Regions from separate parts of the Mus musculus genome. Here regions 1, 2 and 3 are each linked to region 4. Evidence: chromatin contacts called from public Hi-C, HiChIP or PLAC-seq and promoter capture Hi-C data. All regions are on one chromosome and are shown on one strand. The core of a region is the stretch at or near the end of the contact, and the rest is flanking DNA. Distances in the headings are between cores, read along the strand shown. Region 1 holds the start of Actr3 (ARP3 actin-related protein 3). Region 2 has its middle 42 kb from the start of Slc35f5. Region 3 holds the start of Lypd1 (Ly6/Plaur domain containing 1). Region 4 holds the start of Gpr39 (G protein-coupled receptor 39).

What was found. Hi-C and Micro-C count contacts between places; a contact is called where the count stands out from the background. HiChIP or PLAC-seq counts read pairs in DNA pulled down with a chosen protein or histone mark. Capture Hi-C pulls out chosen DNA fragments and counts their contacts.
Region 1: a promoter capture Hi-C map of adipose tissue shows a contact between it and region 4. The contact joins the promoter of Actr3 here to the promoter of Gpr39 in region 4. A contact is called at or near these places in 5 of 39 promoter capture datasets (the 3T3-L1 cell line, the HPC-7 cell line, liver and 1 more), 3 of 484 Hi-C or Micro-C datasets (the AML12 cell line, Sertoli cells and ventricular fibroblasts), 2 of 115 datasets of contacts at active chromatin or transcription factors (embryonic stem cells and pancreatic cancer cells) and 3 of 9 other capture datasets (adipose tissue, liver and pancreatic islet).
Region 2: a contact with region 4 is called in a Hi-C map of liver, with 2.3 times the contacts expected there. The contact joins the enhancer-like site here to the promoter of Gpr39 in region 4. A contact is called at or near these places in 1 of 39 promoter capture datasets (embryonic stem cells), 5 of 484 Hi-C or Micro-C datasets (the AML12 cell line, embryonic stem cells, liver and 1 more), 2 of 115 datasets of contacts at active chromatin or transcription factors (intestinal villus epithelium and pancreatic cancer cells) and 1 of 9 other capture datasets (adipose tissue).
Region 3: a contact with region 4 is called in an HNF4G HiChIP or PLAC-seq map of pancreatic cancer cells. The contact joins the promoter of Lypd1 here to the promoter of Gpr39 in region 4. A contact is called at or near these places in 2 of 39 promoter capture datasets (the SN4741 cell line and hippocampal neurons), 4 of 484 Hi-C or Micro-C datasets (the HL-1 cell line and embryonic stem cells), 1 of 115 datasets of contacts at active chromatin or transcription factors (pancreatic cancer cells) and 2 of 9 other capture datasets (embryonic stem cells and pancreatic islet).

The regions. Positions count from the first base shown.
Region 1 is chr1:125,434,450-125,437,754 of GRCm38.p6, reverse strand. It overlaps Actr3 (ARP3 actin-related protein 3), which reads left to right and starts at 2,028. Exons shown (of 12, transcript NM_023735.2): 1 at 2,028-2,470. The coding sequence starts at 2,427.
Region 2 is chr1:125,517,384-125,520,881 of GRCm38.p6, reverse strand. No RefSeq gene overlaps it. Among named protein-coding and RNA genes, the nearest start is that of Slc35f5, 42 kb to the left of the region's middle. Within about 2 kb of position 1,476, at least 57 of the 459 cell types and tissues checked have an H3K27ac peak or open chromatin away from gene starts, as enhancers often do. A contact at or near this core is called in adipose tissue, liver and pancreatic cancer cells, where this site is marked.
Region 3 is chr1:125,910,504-125,914,048 of GRCm38.p6, reverse strand. Lypd1 (Ly6/Plaur domain containing 1) reads left to right here and starts at 1,835. Exons shown (of 3, transcript NM_145100.4): 1 at 1,835-2,210; 2 at 3,521-3,545. The coding sequence starts at 2,159. Nckap5 (NCK-associated protein 5) reads left to right here. Exons shown (of 17, transcript NM_001081756.1): 17 at 1-413.
Region 4 is chr1:125,675,510-125,678,948 of GRCm38.p6, reverse strand. Gpr39 (G protein-coupled receptor 39) reads right to left here and starts at 1,953. Exons shown (of 2, transcript NM_027677.2): 1 at 757-1,953. The coding sequence starts at 1,612.

The DNA of each region.
Region 1 (3,305 bases), core at 779-3,278, 240 kb after region 4:
AACAGAATTTTCTGCATTGAATAACACATCTTTTCTTAATGTATTATTATGGTCTCATATAAGCAAACCTAGATTAGCCTGCTCAAAATATGCTCTCCAGTACAGTATGGCACAGGGGGTATGGGGGTGACCAAACACTTTTGGATGAGGCCTGCTCTTCAGAAGGGAATTTAGGCAGATTATGCTAAACCTGTCCAAACCTCCCATGGTTTAGGCCGTCACAGGCTGTATAGGGAAACCTGTTGCCCTACTCAATAGACCTGTTGTAATATTACCTTGTAAACACTGATATTTCTACACATATCATGCTGAGGGTAGGTGACTACTGACCATCAGCCTTAGATGGTCCATCTATGCAGACCCTCACCACTCCACAAAGCTCGGGGAGCATCATGGAGGAGGGGATGGGGGTGCATAGAAGATGCTGTCTTCTGGACATGACACAGATTTTGCAGTTATAGTTTCCTGAAGATCTAGCCAAGATCAGTCAGCATTTCAACCAAACTGACTGGATTCAGGAGATTACCAAAAAATAAATGAAAATCAGAGGGGACAGGAAGGGAGGAGGAAGAAGAGGAAGAAGAGGAAGAGGAGAAAAGGAGGAGGAGGAGGAGGAGGAGGAGGAGGAGGAGGAGGAGGAGGAGGAGGAGGAGGAATACATTGGGATATCCAGGGGAGCCAGAGAGAAGGTTCTGGGTAAATTCAATCAAGATATAGCATTTACATGTATGGGATTGCTAAAGAATAAATAAAAGACAAGCCTGTTGGGAAGGAAAGCTATTAACTTTCCAGGTTCCTGCTGATGAGAAAGTAAATTCTCAGGTTCTACTGCACATTGATTTTGCCTAATCCCCTGGGAGATGACCCAGCAACATACTTTAAGCTTTCTATGTTACTCTGATGTATTCAAGTTTTAAAAGTATTACTTTTTAAGTCTGTGATGTAAAAAAATACATATCTTTTTCTCATCTTTCTTTCTTTTTCTTTTTCTTTTTTTTTCCAACTAGAAAAAGTTGGTATCACGTTAACAGCACTCCACAGAAGGAAATTCATTGTCACTTCAACCGGAATAGAGGCCACCTGCACAGAGTCTATTTTGTAGAACACAACCTCTGGGACACTGGCCTTTCTTAAAGGCCGGAGATAATCTCACTACTCTTGAAAGAAGTTTATCATCACCCCAAAACCCAAATAAAGGCCATTTGTACAGGCTATGTAGAGCATAACCTCTGGGAAACTTGATTTTTTAATTTTTGTTTTATATTTTCTTATGAGGGGGAGGATGTGCGCAAAATCAAAGAACAACTTGTGGGGGTCTTTTCATTCCTTCCAGCATGTGGATCTCCAAGGGCTCAAACTCAGGTTAGTGAGTGCAAGCATCTTTACCTGCTAAGCCATGTCACTGATCCAACACTTGCCTTTCTTGGAAGACACACAGGAATCCCCAAACCCTGAAGAAGGTGGGTTTGTTATTGTTCAACCTAACGTCTTGGATCCTTGCCTGTCTTAAAAGCAAAGGCCCACCATTTTGGGGAGCTTGCAAACTACAATGCAATAGTATAACTGACATAAATCTCAGGACACATCCCTTTTCTGACTGCTCACCTACAGCGATTATGGGGACATGCCGCTGACCACGTTTCCAATTAGCCCTTCACCCCACAGTAGAAAGCCTCCTGCCCATGGCTCAAGTTAGCAGAGAAGAAACACACTCAACACCCACCACCACCAAAAGCCAGCTTCCTAACTAAATAACTGCCTGACTTCTGGGCTGCCACCGGCCAGAAAATGCGAACTGGAATCTTCGCAAGTCGGAAGCGGAGCCGCGACCCACAGCTGCGCGCCACTGCGCATGCGTAGCCGCTTCTGGACCCCCTTCAAGCTCAGCTTGGCTTCTGGGCTTCCAGCTATTTGAAAACCCAAAGTGGACTTTCTGGCTATCCGGAAGGGAGCCGGGGCCGGGCGGCCGCACAGTACATCGCACGCACGCGCGCGCGTGCTCGCTCCTCCCACCCGGAACCGGAAGTGGGAGCGATCGCGGCCTGGGGCCTGGCCTGGCCGGGGCGTCGGCAGCGGCGGCCATCTTGGCTCCCCGCGGAAAGGCAGTGCGAGGGGGAAGAAGTTGTAGGGTGGGGGCGGGAGCGAGGAGGAGGAGGAGGAGGGCGGAGAGCGGAGGGGTAGAGGAGGAGGCCGCGGCAGGGTAGGGCGGGGACAGCCAGCCTGCCGGCCGGCCAGCCTGCTGGGCTTGCGGAAGTACTAGCCGACTGCTCACTCGCTCCTGCTCGGGCTTCCCACAGCTCCCTCCCTTCCTCCCTCCCTCCCGACCGAGGGCGGCCCGGGCCGGTGCATGGTCAGCCAGCTCCCATCTCTAGCTCCCCGGCCTCTCAGCAGCACGGAACGGACGGCAGCGGCGGGCGAGGAGGAAGATGGCGGGACGGCTGCCGGCCTGTGTGGTGGACTGTGGCACGGGGTACGGCGGGTCTTCGGGGTGGGGGAGACTGAGGCCGGGGACGGGCGGAGGAGGGAGATGAATGGGGGGAGCCGGCCAGACTGGCGAGGGGTGGTGCCGGGAGCCTCCCGGGACAGAGATCTTTTCCAGGCCCTTCCTTTCCGAGGAGGCCGTCTGGCCCACCTGGCTGTCCTTTCCCTTCTCTCCCCTTTGCTGCCTGTGAAGCAGGGCACCCACCGAGGACCTCCAGACCTAGGAGCAAGGAAAAGAGAGAGAGAGAGAGAGAGAGAGAGAGAGAGAGAGAGAGAGAGAGAGAGAGAGAGAGAGAGAAGCGCTCCTTGCAGATTTTGCAAGATCGCGGTGACAACTCTCGATCTCTTAGGGCGTGTGGGTGGGGAGAGCGACGAACCAGGCTGTGAAAATGGGAAGCTAGCATGGGGGGCTTTTGCAGCGGACCCACGCGCCGCCTGGTTTCCGCCCACACCCATTCGTAGCCATCTCCCACTACCCATTGAACCAAGTCAGTTCCAGCGAGGAGGATCTCACGGGGGTTATAGCTCTTGCCTCAAAAAAGTCCCTTGGTGAGCAAGCGCGCTGCAACTTCCTTAGTTTTGTCAAAGCCGCTTCCTGCTTTCCGTCTTTTATAGCCTTATAAGGTAGTTTTTCGTCTCGAACGTTACCACGTCTTATTAGAACTTTCAAAATTAAGCAGGTTGCATAAAGAGTACATTATGAGTGGTAGGTATCAATATGTCTGAACTAGAAAAAAAAATGTTCTTGTGTGTCCACGGAGGGAGACAGAGGGGAGAGAAGGGACGCACCCTGGAACCTAAACGTTTGTTCACGTTCGTTTTGT
Region 2 (3,498 bases), core at 227-2,726, 160 kb after region 4:
CAGAGCAGGGACTGGTACAAAAATCACACACACACACACACACACAGAGAGAGAGAGAGAGAGAGAGAGAGAGAGAGAGAGAGAGAGACTATAGCACAACTGAGCATCTCTGTTTTATCTGATAATCACATTTCTATACATTCTAAAGGTCAAAGCCAATCATTCCAAGATAAAGGAGTAGGGTTACCTTTAAAGGGATGAGTTCCTTGTATTTAGAGGAAGATGGAGAGTTCCCAGTGGCTAACTCTGAGAAAGGCACACTAAAACAAAAGCTGTGTCTGTTAGTTGCTTTTCTATGTACCTGCCAAGAAGAACTTTAAGGGAGGAAGGGTTTGGGTTGACTCACTGCTTGAGAAGGTATTCAGACCTGTATGCCAGGGAAGGCATGCTGGCAGGAACAGGCTATGCCTAGTCACATCCTACCCACTTCAGGAGGCAGAGTGTTAACAGAACAGAAAGTTGTGCTGGGCTAGAAACCTCAAGGCAACCAGGCGTGGTACAACACATCTGCAATCCCAGCACTCAGGAGGGGAGATAAATCTCTGGGTTCAAAGCCAGCCTGGTCTACATAGTCGGTTCCAGCTGGCAGGGGCTATACTATAAGACTCTGTCGTAAGCAACCAAACGCCAACAACAGAAACTGAAATCCTACCTTCTACTTTCTCCAGAGATTCTCTGTCTCCTAAATATACTATATTCCCTGTGCCTGTAACTGGGGACCAAGTAATTAAACACAAGAGCTTACAGGAGGCATTTAACATCTAGTCTGTAACTTTTTGTACTATAGTTTTGTCCCTAAAAGTATATCCCAAGTGCTGGAATTAAACACGTGTACTACCATGCTGGTCCAGTTTAGATCTAAATTTACCCCCAAAGGCCATGTGCTAACCCTTGGTTAGTTGCCAGGTGATTGGGTTAGGGAGAACCTGACTAACTGATGTCATCAATGAGTGAATCTACTGACTTGGGTTTATAATTTGATTGGATAGTGAGAAGTGATAGAAGCAGGAGGTGAGACCTACTTAAAAGGACCATGGCCTTGAGGATATACCCTCACAGATTGTAATAACTTGTTCTCAGCCCCCTGCTCTCCCATTGTCTCTGCATCCTGGCTTCCTCGAGGTGATGGCCTTGCTGATATTTATCAGCTGGTGTCTATGGACACACAGGTGGGCTTGACAGCGACAGGCCTGGTGATAGCTGTGGGAACAGGGAGAATGGATGGTGGACCAGGGCTGAGGGTTTGTCTGCAGAGACAGCTGAGTGGCTGGCGTCCTGGAACAGAAGAGCTCAGTGTACAAAGAAGAGTTAGGGTGGTTAAGGATATTGGGAAAGCAAGTCAGAACAAGGGCAAAGGTTATCTACTCTGGAACCTTGGCCCGTTGCCCTAAGCTCCTACTCTAGCTAGCTGTTTCCTGGTTCCTGGGTGGGGCTGACAGTTCTATGGTCAACCCTGTACAGGAACAAAGTACACAGGGTTGTTGCTGCCCTCTTGTGATAAAGTCAGAGGGTTTCCAGTCCTGCATTCGTCCTTCTGTCCTGGCTCAGGTAGAACTACAGGAGGCACAGCCTGGCTCTACTGCACGTTTTTTAGAGGTATTCATTTCCCATGATGCCCCAGCCCACTAGCACCACACCGTGGCCCAGAGACAACACTACAAGTGTTGCTGGCCTAGGATAGGAAGGGAAGGGTTCCAGGAGACAAACAAGGCACAGGCTCTATGATCAGTGTTGATGCACCCAGAGCCAGGATGCTACTGGGTCAACACAATGACCTCATTGCCCTTCTTAAAGCCGTGGGTTCTGTCAACATTCATGGCCAAGTTCCTGTCCTCAAACCAAAGGCTTGGAGTGAAACCTTTGAAATTGTGATCCAAAACAAATCTTTCCCCCTCTAAGTTTTACCTGAGGCAATTTGTCACAGCAATGGAAAGCTGACATATTTAATAATAGGAACTCCCCTAAATAGCCATTAATTTCAGTTCTATCTAGGGATGCAAACCAAATAAAAGACACAATTTGACTGGGCTGGCTCAGTTGGGAAATCACTTGCCTTGCAAACTGAGGAACTGAGTTTGGTCAAAGTACTCAGGAGAAAGAAAGAAAGAAAGAAAGAAAGAAAGAGAGAGAGAGAGAGAGAGAGAGAGAGAGAGAGAGAGAGAGAGAGAGAGAGAAAGAAAGAGAGAAAGAAAGAGAGAAAGAAAGAGAGAAAGAAAGAGAGAAAGAAAGAGAGAGAGAAAGAGAGAGAAAGAGAGAGAGAGAAAGAGAGAGAAAAAGAGAGGAAGGAGGAAGAAAGAAAGAAAGAAACAAAGAAAGAAAGAGAGAGAAAGAGAGAAAGAGAGGAGGCAGGGAGGAAAGGAGGAAAGAAAGAGAGAAAAGAGTGAAAGAAAGAGAAAGCTCAGGAGTGTTGGCACTCACTTACATTACTGTATTCCCAGCACCAGTGAGGCAGAGAAGGGTAGATTCCTGAGATACTCAGCCAGCCTAACCTACTTGGGGTTATTCCAGGTCAATAAGAGACTCATTCTAAATAATAATAATTATAATCACTATTAATATTATAGATAATATTATACATGATACATTGTATATTATACATACCATATTACATATGATTAATATATAATTATATAATATTATGCCATATACAACAACAATAAATTTATTTATTATTATTATTATTATTACAGGTGGCACCTGATACCCAAAGGTTGTTCTCTGGCCTCCACATTCACTTGCATACACCTGGACACACATGCACACACATACACACAGAAGCCACAAGCACGTACATGAACCTGGACAAACATGTGCGTGCACACAGAAACCATGACTATGTTCATTTGAGAATCTTTTACCATAGTAAAACACAAAACAACCTGGATATATAAAGATAAGACATAAAGACACTTAATTGTGTTTCATCCATGGAAAGATGGTATGGGACAGTTAAAGGTGGAGGAGACGGGGCTGGAGACATGGCTCAGCAATTAAAAGCACTTGCTGCAAAATTGTGAGGACCAGAGTTTGAATTCTAGCACCCACACAATGAGCCAGTATTTATACAAATACCTGTAAGTCTAACTCCAAGGGAGGCAGAGACAGACAGATGTTGGGGTCCACTGGCTTTCAGCCTAGCTGAGACAAAGGCCTGCCTCAGAAGAGGCCAAGAGTGACAGAGGACCCTCAATAGCCATCTTCTAGTTGCCATAGGTGCATTTGTGCATACACACACACACATGTACAAACATTTGCACGCACAAAAATATAAATCCTTTTAAAATTATGCATATTAACATTGGAGAGATGATCCACAGTTACAAGTTTTTATTGCTCTTGAAGTTCAGTTCCCAGAATCCTGTTGGGTGGCTTGCAACTGCCTGTAACTTCTGGTCCAATGAGTCTGACGCCCTCTGCTGGTCTCTATAGTCATCCGCACTTGTGGGCCCAAGCACACCCACAAATGAATATAAATAAATAAAAATAAGCCATTTAAAA
Region 3 (3,545 bases), core at 586-3,085, 240 kb before region 4:
ACCTGGGTACTCTTTGCCATATCTTAAAAATAAATGAATGGTTGGTGCTATGAAACTTTCTTACTTTTTAATATCCTTTTTTTCTATTAAAGACTGTTTATATGGGAGGATAAATTCTATTTTAAAGGTTATGTGTATTTTTTCTAGACGTGAACTATTTATAATTCCTTCTGTACAGAAGCCTACAGACCAGGCAGACTAGAGCTATGTTTAGGATTTGTGTGGTTACCTTAGAACACTTGTATCTTTATAGAGTATTGTATGACCAGTGTTATTGTATTTGTGCAATTTGTTGTATTTGGATTTCATTACCTTAAATTCAAGCTGCGTGTAAAGTATCCTCCTTGTCTTTAGAAAAAATTCTTTTGTTTCATTTCATTTTGGAATAAAGGTCTTATCACAATTACACCCTATAAGAGCAGAAAAGAACTTTGTTCAGGGAGAGGTTGGTCCCGTGATTATTATAATTATGTCTCACGCTTGCTCTGTGGAGAGGTTTCCCTGAAAGAATAAATAAGCCAACCCTCTTGCTACTGTAATAGTAATTCGAACAATTGTTAAGATCCACACTTCAGACAAGCGAGTAATGGGCAAAGCATCCTTGTCTCCCCAAGGAGTTAACCAGCTAGAAATGAGGGGGAGGGGTGGGGGAGAATGAGCCTGAGGCAGCTATGGACCGATCTCTGCAAAGGAATTACAAGAAAGTCATTTATGCCTCTTTCAAACCTGCTCTGCTGGCAGGGTAGGGACATAAATGATCACATCCCAGCTGAGAGACCACTTCCCCTCGGGAGACCTCACAGGAGAGGGGTGATGCTTAGCCACGGGTTTCCACCGAATCTCCCAAATCCCAAATCAGGGGTGGGGGTGGGTGGAAATGCGCGGGGGTTGTGGGCGGGGGCACCAAGAGCTGCGACTGCCTGCTCTGTGCACAGCACAGTCTTCCACAAAGCTCCACCAGGAAGGCAAAATAACACCGTGGTGTCCCGGGAATACGCAAGGTGGGTCACTTAGAATTGTCAGAAAGGGGAGTAGTGGAGGAGGGAGGCAGCCTATGGCCAATTGGCCATGCTTTAGCGCTGTAAGGAGTGTATACCCATAGCTGGTGGCTTGGGGGAGCAGTCAGACCCATTTGCTTTTCAGTGAGAGCACAGATCCGGGTGTCCACTCCCCAGGTAGCTTTATTTCTGGGCTAGGAGACCGAGGCTGAGTCAATGCATCCCCCTGCGGTGCATGCAAGCAGGTGAGGAGATGGTGGTTGGGCTAAGCGAGCTAGCTGCGGTAGGGTCACCATCGTACTCGCAGGCATTCTGCTGGAAGACCCAGGTGGCCAGTGAGGTGGGTTTCTCTCAGGAAGAGGCGCGGCTGCGTCGGACACCCCAGGGAACTCGCTGCTCCGCAACTTTGCCAGGTGCTCAGAAACAGCCCTTCGCTTTATCCAGGGCAGTCACCCAGAGGGCCAGGGGGCAGCGAGTGATAGAAGACGCCGGGCTGGGTGGGCGAGACCCAATTGCAAGGGTACTGTTAGCACCGAAAGGGAACATAACACCTGGAAGGGAAGGGTACCGCAGCCTAGCACTCGGGTCTCCGAGTTCGCATAGGACAGGTCCTGATGGCACCTGCTGCGCCCTAGTCACCTCCTTATTCCTAACCTCTGTCAACACTACTCCCGAACCCAGCAGGCGCTCCTTTCCAAGGAACTAGAGGAGGTAGGCTAAAAGGGTGGCAGAAAGGGGTGGGGACAGTAGAGAGACAGTCCCAGCCTTCCCCGCCCTCCACCCCCACCACAACTCAGCAGCCGTCACGTGGTACCCGGAGTGGGAGGGGTGGGGGCAGAAGAGGCGAGACTTTTTTGGGTGCTCCGGATCGCCAGTAGTTCTTCAAGCCTCAGCAGCCAACTCCTCCGGAGGCGCTGCGCTCCGCCCCAGGGAGCGCGAATCCAAGGAGCCTGGGACCAGCCTCTGGGAGCCCCCGGCGCGGGCGATGCGGGCGCCGCGGGCGACACCTGCGGCTCCTCTCGGTGGCAGCCGTCGCTTGGGCGGCAGCAGCGCGAGCCTCGGCAGCCTCGGCAGCTACTGTCGCCGCGGCCAGAACAGCCTCCGCTGCGGTCGTGGTCTCTGATGCTCTTGCCCGCTCCCGGCCCTGCCGATCCGGGAGGATGTGGGTTCTCGGCATCGCAGCAACTTTTTGCGGATTGTTCTGGCTTCCAGGTAAGAAGATGAAGAGGCCAGCTGCCTGGCCAGACACGCTCCTGCTATCTCGCCAAGCGTCCCTGCTCTCAGCCCCAGTGCGCCCAGCTGTGGTCCGCGCTGCGCTGGGGCTACCCAGCGGGAGTTTGGTGCTGGAAACTGAGACCAAAGGCGCTAGACTGGGACGCTCTCCAAGTCCCGCGCTGCAGGAGAGCCGAGAGCGGCAGATTGGCGCGACTCTTGGCTGCAGCTGCGTGGGGTACACAGTCGGGGATACAGAGCTGGGATTGGGGAGGGTCCTTGAGTTGGGCGAGACAGGAAAAGGAGCGACAAGCCTCCAACCTAGTCAAGTTACCCAGTGTTTGTGGCCACCCAAGGGAGCGGCGACGCTGACAGGTGAGCGACTCGCCGGACAATCCTCTGCTGGGGGCGGGGGAGCAGCCCTTCCGGACTGAGTGAGCTAGCTGTGCTCTTCCTGCGATCGGTAGGGTGTTAGGAAGGGGCATGCGGCCCAAAGAGAAGCTCCCAGATCAGAGGAGAGCAACCAGGAAAATATGGTAAGTAACTGCTCCTGATCGCGGACTCTAAGCTATCAGAATTTTTTTCCAACAGCCATGTTTTTCAAAAAAAGGGGTCACAAGACAGGTCTAAAAGGGCTGCATTGTGGTGGTCCCTAAGCAGACGCGCACATCCAACGCAGGCACTCTCTCATTACATCCTCTCCAACCCTCAGCAGCAGCTGCCCCTGTCGCTGATCACAAGAAGGGAGCCTGAGCTGGAGGACTGAGCAGGGATACTTAGCATCCAGCACCTCCCCCCCCCCCCAGGTTGCAGGGTGGTCTCCAGGAAGCATCAGAGCCTCAGCCCATGAACGCTGACTTAAAAGATTAAATAAATAAAACCGAAAACGCGTCAGCCAATGCAATTATGAACGGTGCCAAAATAGTAATTAACCAATTTGTAGCCAATTAGTAATTAGGCTCAGACAGGAGCTCAAGCTTGTACCCCACTACTTTGATCTGGGATTTGAACTCTCACCGGTCTCTTTGCAACTTCTTGCGGAAAGGCCGGAGGGGTGTTATAGGAGCTGTTTGTGTCTAGAGAAGAAATGTAGGGTCTCTGGCAGGGCTTTATCCTCCTAGACCCTGGGAACTGATGCCGCCGCCCCCTGCTGGCTTCAGGCACCTCCAGCCTTCCTGAACATCAGGATGCAGAGCCCAGAAGCCCTTGTTGTCTGGGGCAGTACACGGTGATACCGGCCAGCCAGGATGTGCTCTGTGCAAGCCAGATCTTAACCAGTGTTTCTGAACCCCACCGCATCTGTCCCACAGGGCTGGCGCTGCAAATTCAGTGCTA
Region 4 (3,439 bases), core at 704-3,203:
TCTCTCTCCCTCCCTCCCTCCCTCCCTCCCTCCCTCCCTCCCTCTCTCCCTCCCTCCCTTCCTTTCTCTCTCTCTTTCTCTCTTTCCATCAGAAGTTGGGGTGTAGAGAAATGTCGAGGTCAGCTCATCAGATAAACCGAAATCCCTGCTATGCCTCACTGTACTAAGAAGGTACATGGCCCAGCAGAAATCTAAGCAGGGAGTGCTCACATACATCTCAGAGTGAGCAGATCAAAGCTCAGTTTCTTTAGACTTGTAGATCACAGCTGCTAGAAATAGCAGTCTAAAGAGCAAGTATCCCTGAGAAGCCAGTTTCTTCCAAAGAGGAGAAAAACAAATTCGGACAAAATTTCCCTGCCGAGTTAAGGCTCTCTGGCCTAAGGATCCAGTAAGATAGCAGTATCTCTCTTTATCTCTGAAGGACTTGTCCCTGTCCAAAGGAACTCTCACTCGACCTGGGTGATTTCATTTGTCCCTCTTATCACCCAGTATCTTTATCTAAGATACTTTGTTTATAGCCTGAAGTCATAGGAATAATGTACCAGACCTTTCAATGTCACAGGCCACATTTTTCCTAAACACAAAGAAGAGACATCTCCCCCGCCCCCCCCTCCCCGCCCCCCAATAAGCACCAAGACCTTTATTTAGCTGCTGCTTTTTAGCCTCAGTGAACTCCGGGTTTCACTTCTCGGGCCAGAAGGCCCACGTCCCCCCTCCTCCCCCCAGCCCCCTCTCCCCACCGCGACCTAGACTCACTCAGGAATATGATGGTCTGTCTTCTTGCTGTCCGGCTCTCCTCACTCTCTGACTTCCTCAGCTGGAGCTGTGGCCCGGTCCCTGCAAGAGTGCCCTGCTTGCTCTTCATTAGCACTTTCATCATATTCCAACACATGAAAGCCACAGACGCCAGGACCACCAGGTAAACAGCAAAGGCCCCAAAGATGCTGGACTGGAAGACCTCCCAACGGTTGGAGAGGTTCGTGCAGATGGACATATTGGAGTTTCCAGGTTCATCGTGGTGGCGGGTGCGAGAGAGGTTGCAGTTGAGTCCCTTGTGAGTGGGTACGTTTACCAGAGGGTACTCGATACCCATGGCAAAGAGCAAAGGCAGTGCCACCAGGGCGGAGGTGACCCATACAAAGCCAATCAGCAGTTTCACCTGGCGAGGTCCAGACACTGCTTTATACTTGAAGGGATGACAAATGGCAATGTAGCGCTCAAAGCTGAGGGTCAGCACGTGCAGCAGTGTGGCGTAGCTGCACGTCTCAAAGAGGAACGTGTGGAGCTTACAGGACAGAGCATAGCTGGGTGTGGTCAGGGGGTTCCAAATGATGCTGTAGAACTCCATGGGCATGCCAATCAAAAAGACCAAGATATCTGAACAAGCCAAACTGACCATGTGATCTGTCACCTCCTTCTGCAAATAGCCCTTCTTCTGCAATACCTGCGTAACCCTGATGGTGACGCTGTTGCCCAAGATGCCTACCACAAAGATGATCAGGTACACCAAGATGAGGGTGATTTTGATCCAAGTGGCCACCTCAAATTCAGGAACATGGCTGTGATCGATGACACGGGAGCAGATGTGGTTGGAGCCACTGGATGAAGCCATGAGGAAGAGAGACCCAGACCACCAGGTCCCCAAATGTCTCCACTGCCCTTTCTTCGGCCTCCCAAAGAAGCCCCGCAACTCACCAGCGTGGGCGCAACACTTTTCTGTCACTGTGGTTGGCTGGCCAGGAGTGACTTAGTTTTTCGGCTCTCTCATTGTAACTTCCTGGAATAATTCACCCTAGAATCCCTGGCGACGCAGTGGGTGGCGGTGGGGTTTGGAGATAGTCACTCCGGGTGAGGAGGGACCAGTCCGGAGGAGGCTCTGACCTCCCTACTCAACTCTGAGTAAGAGCCGCAGAACTCTGTCTGGCGGCGGATCCTCCTCTCCCTTCCAGGTCCCTGGCACTGGCCTCCCCGACTGCCTTTCAGAAGGGAAGGGAAGAGGTCTCACACGGGTCAATCATTAACCACAGCCCATTCTGCTTAGCAGCCTGCAGCAGAACCAGCCCAGCCAGCCTCAGGGTCTGACTCAACACAGATTGTGGCAGGAAAAGGAACAGCACCTCCCCACCCCCTCGCTCTTGCAGCCTTCTCCTGGCCAGTCTTTGAGGTTTCTTGGGACCGGCAAACCGAGTAGGTGTGGCACCTGGGAAGGCGGAGGTCTCTCCCGGCCATGGAGAGAGGCAATCATCTATAAACTCCTGTATCTGAGATGCCCTGCCTTGCAAGACTGGTTGGGCTGTGGCTTGCCCTGAAAACTCTGCAAGTGCGCTCCCAGTAGTGCCTAGGTTATAAGATACCCAGGTATTTGCAATGAATTACTACCTGGAAGTCATCCCCAACCTGGCTAATAAGACCATTTTTGAAGTCTGGCTTGGCTCCAAGCCTCCTCATGTGCATAGTGCACGCTGCCTCTCCATACCGCAGTTGGTGGTTGTGTCACGAAGCCATTCTCTCCCCAGGGGCTGGGAATGTAGGTGGATGCGAAAGGGGTGCCTGTGTTCTAGATACCTGGTTAGGGAAGCAAGTCCTTCAAGGGAAGCTGTTTCCACAAGCTAGAGGACCACAGCAGGAGCTCATGGGCTCTCAAAGAGGTCCCGTCCCCCCTCACCCCTCTCACCCCCCTCACACACACACACCCCTCCTCTTAAACGGGTGGAGGGATTCTAATGCTCAGGTTGAGCTTTTCAGTGTAGAAATTCCATGTAACTCTAGAATCGAAAATCGAAAGAAAGTGAGTGGACATATGCACCCAACAGTCAACGTGTGTGCAGACATTGCTAAGTGGGGACTTGGGGAAGTCACTGTAAGCCAAGCACTACTGTCCTGAAGAATTAGACTGTGTATAGTCCCTACCCATCCTGACAACAGCTTTTCCTTGTCTGGATCACCATACCTGGGTTAACACTTCAAAGACAGAAGATAACTGAGTCCCCTTGGGTCATAAAATTACTTCTTTGGGTTGGTTGTCTATTGCTTGTTTTTTGAAAGATGGTTTCAGGTAACACAGGCTGGCTTCCAACACCATATAGGCCAGTAAAATCTTGAACTCCTGATCCTTCTGCCTCCCCCTTCCAAGTGCTGGAATTTCAGGCATTTAACACCACTCTTTGTGAGACATTGAGACCTAGGGCTTCACAAATGCTGGACAAACCCTCTACCAACTGAGCCACATCCCCCACTCTGTGTGAAATCTTAAGAAAAATTCAAATACATAAAGACAGGAAGCTGAGAAGGGCAATTCCCAGAGACAGCGAAGGAAAGGAGGTGCACTGAAGGGTGCTGGTTTGCAGTTGTACAGGGTAAATGTATCTAGATATTATTAACTCAAGTCCCCTAACTTGGGACTTAAGTTAATAGTACTTTGAGGCTCAATAAGTATAGC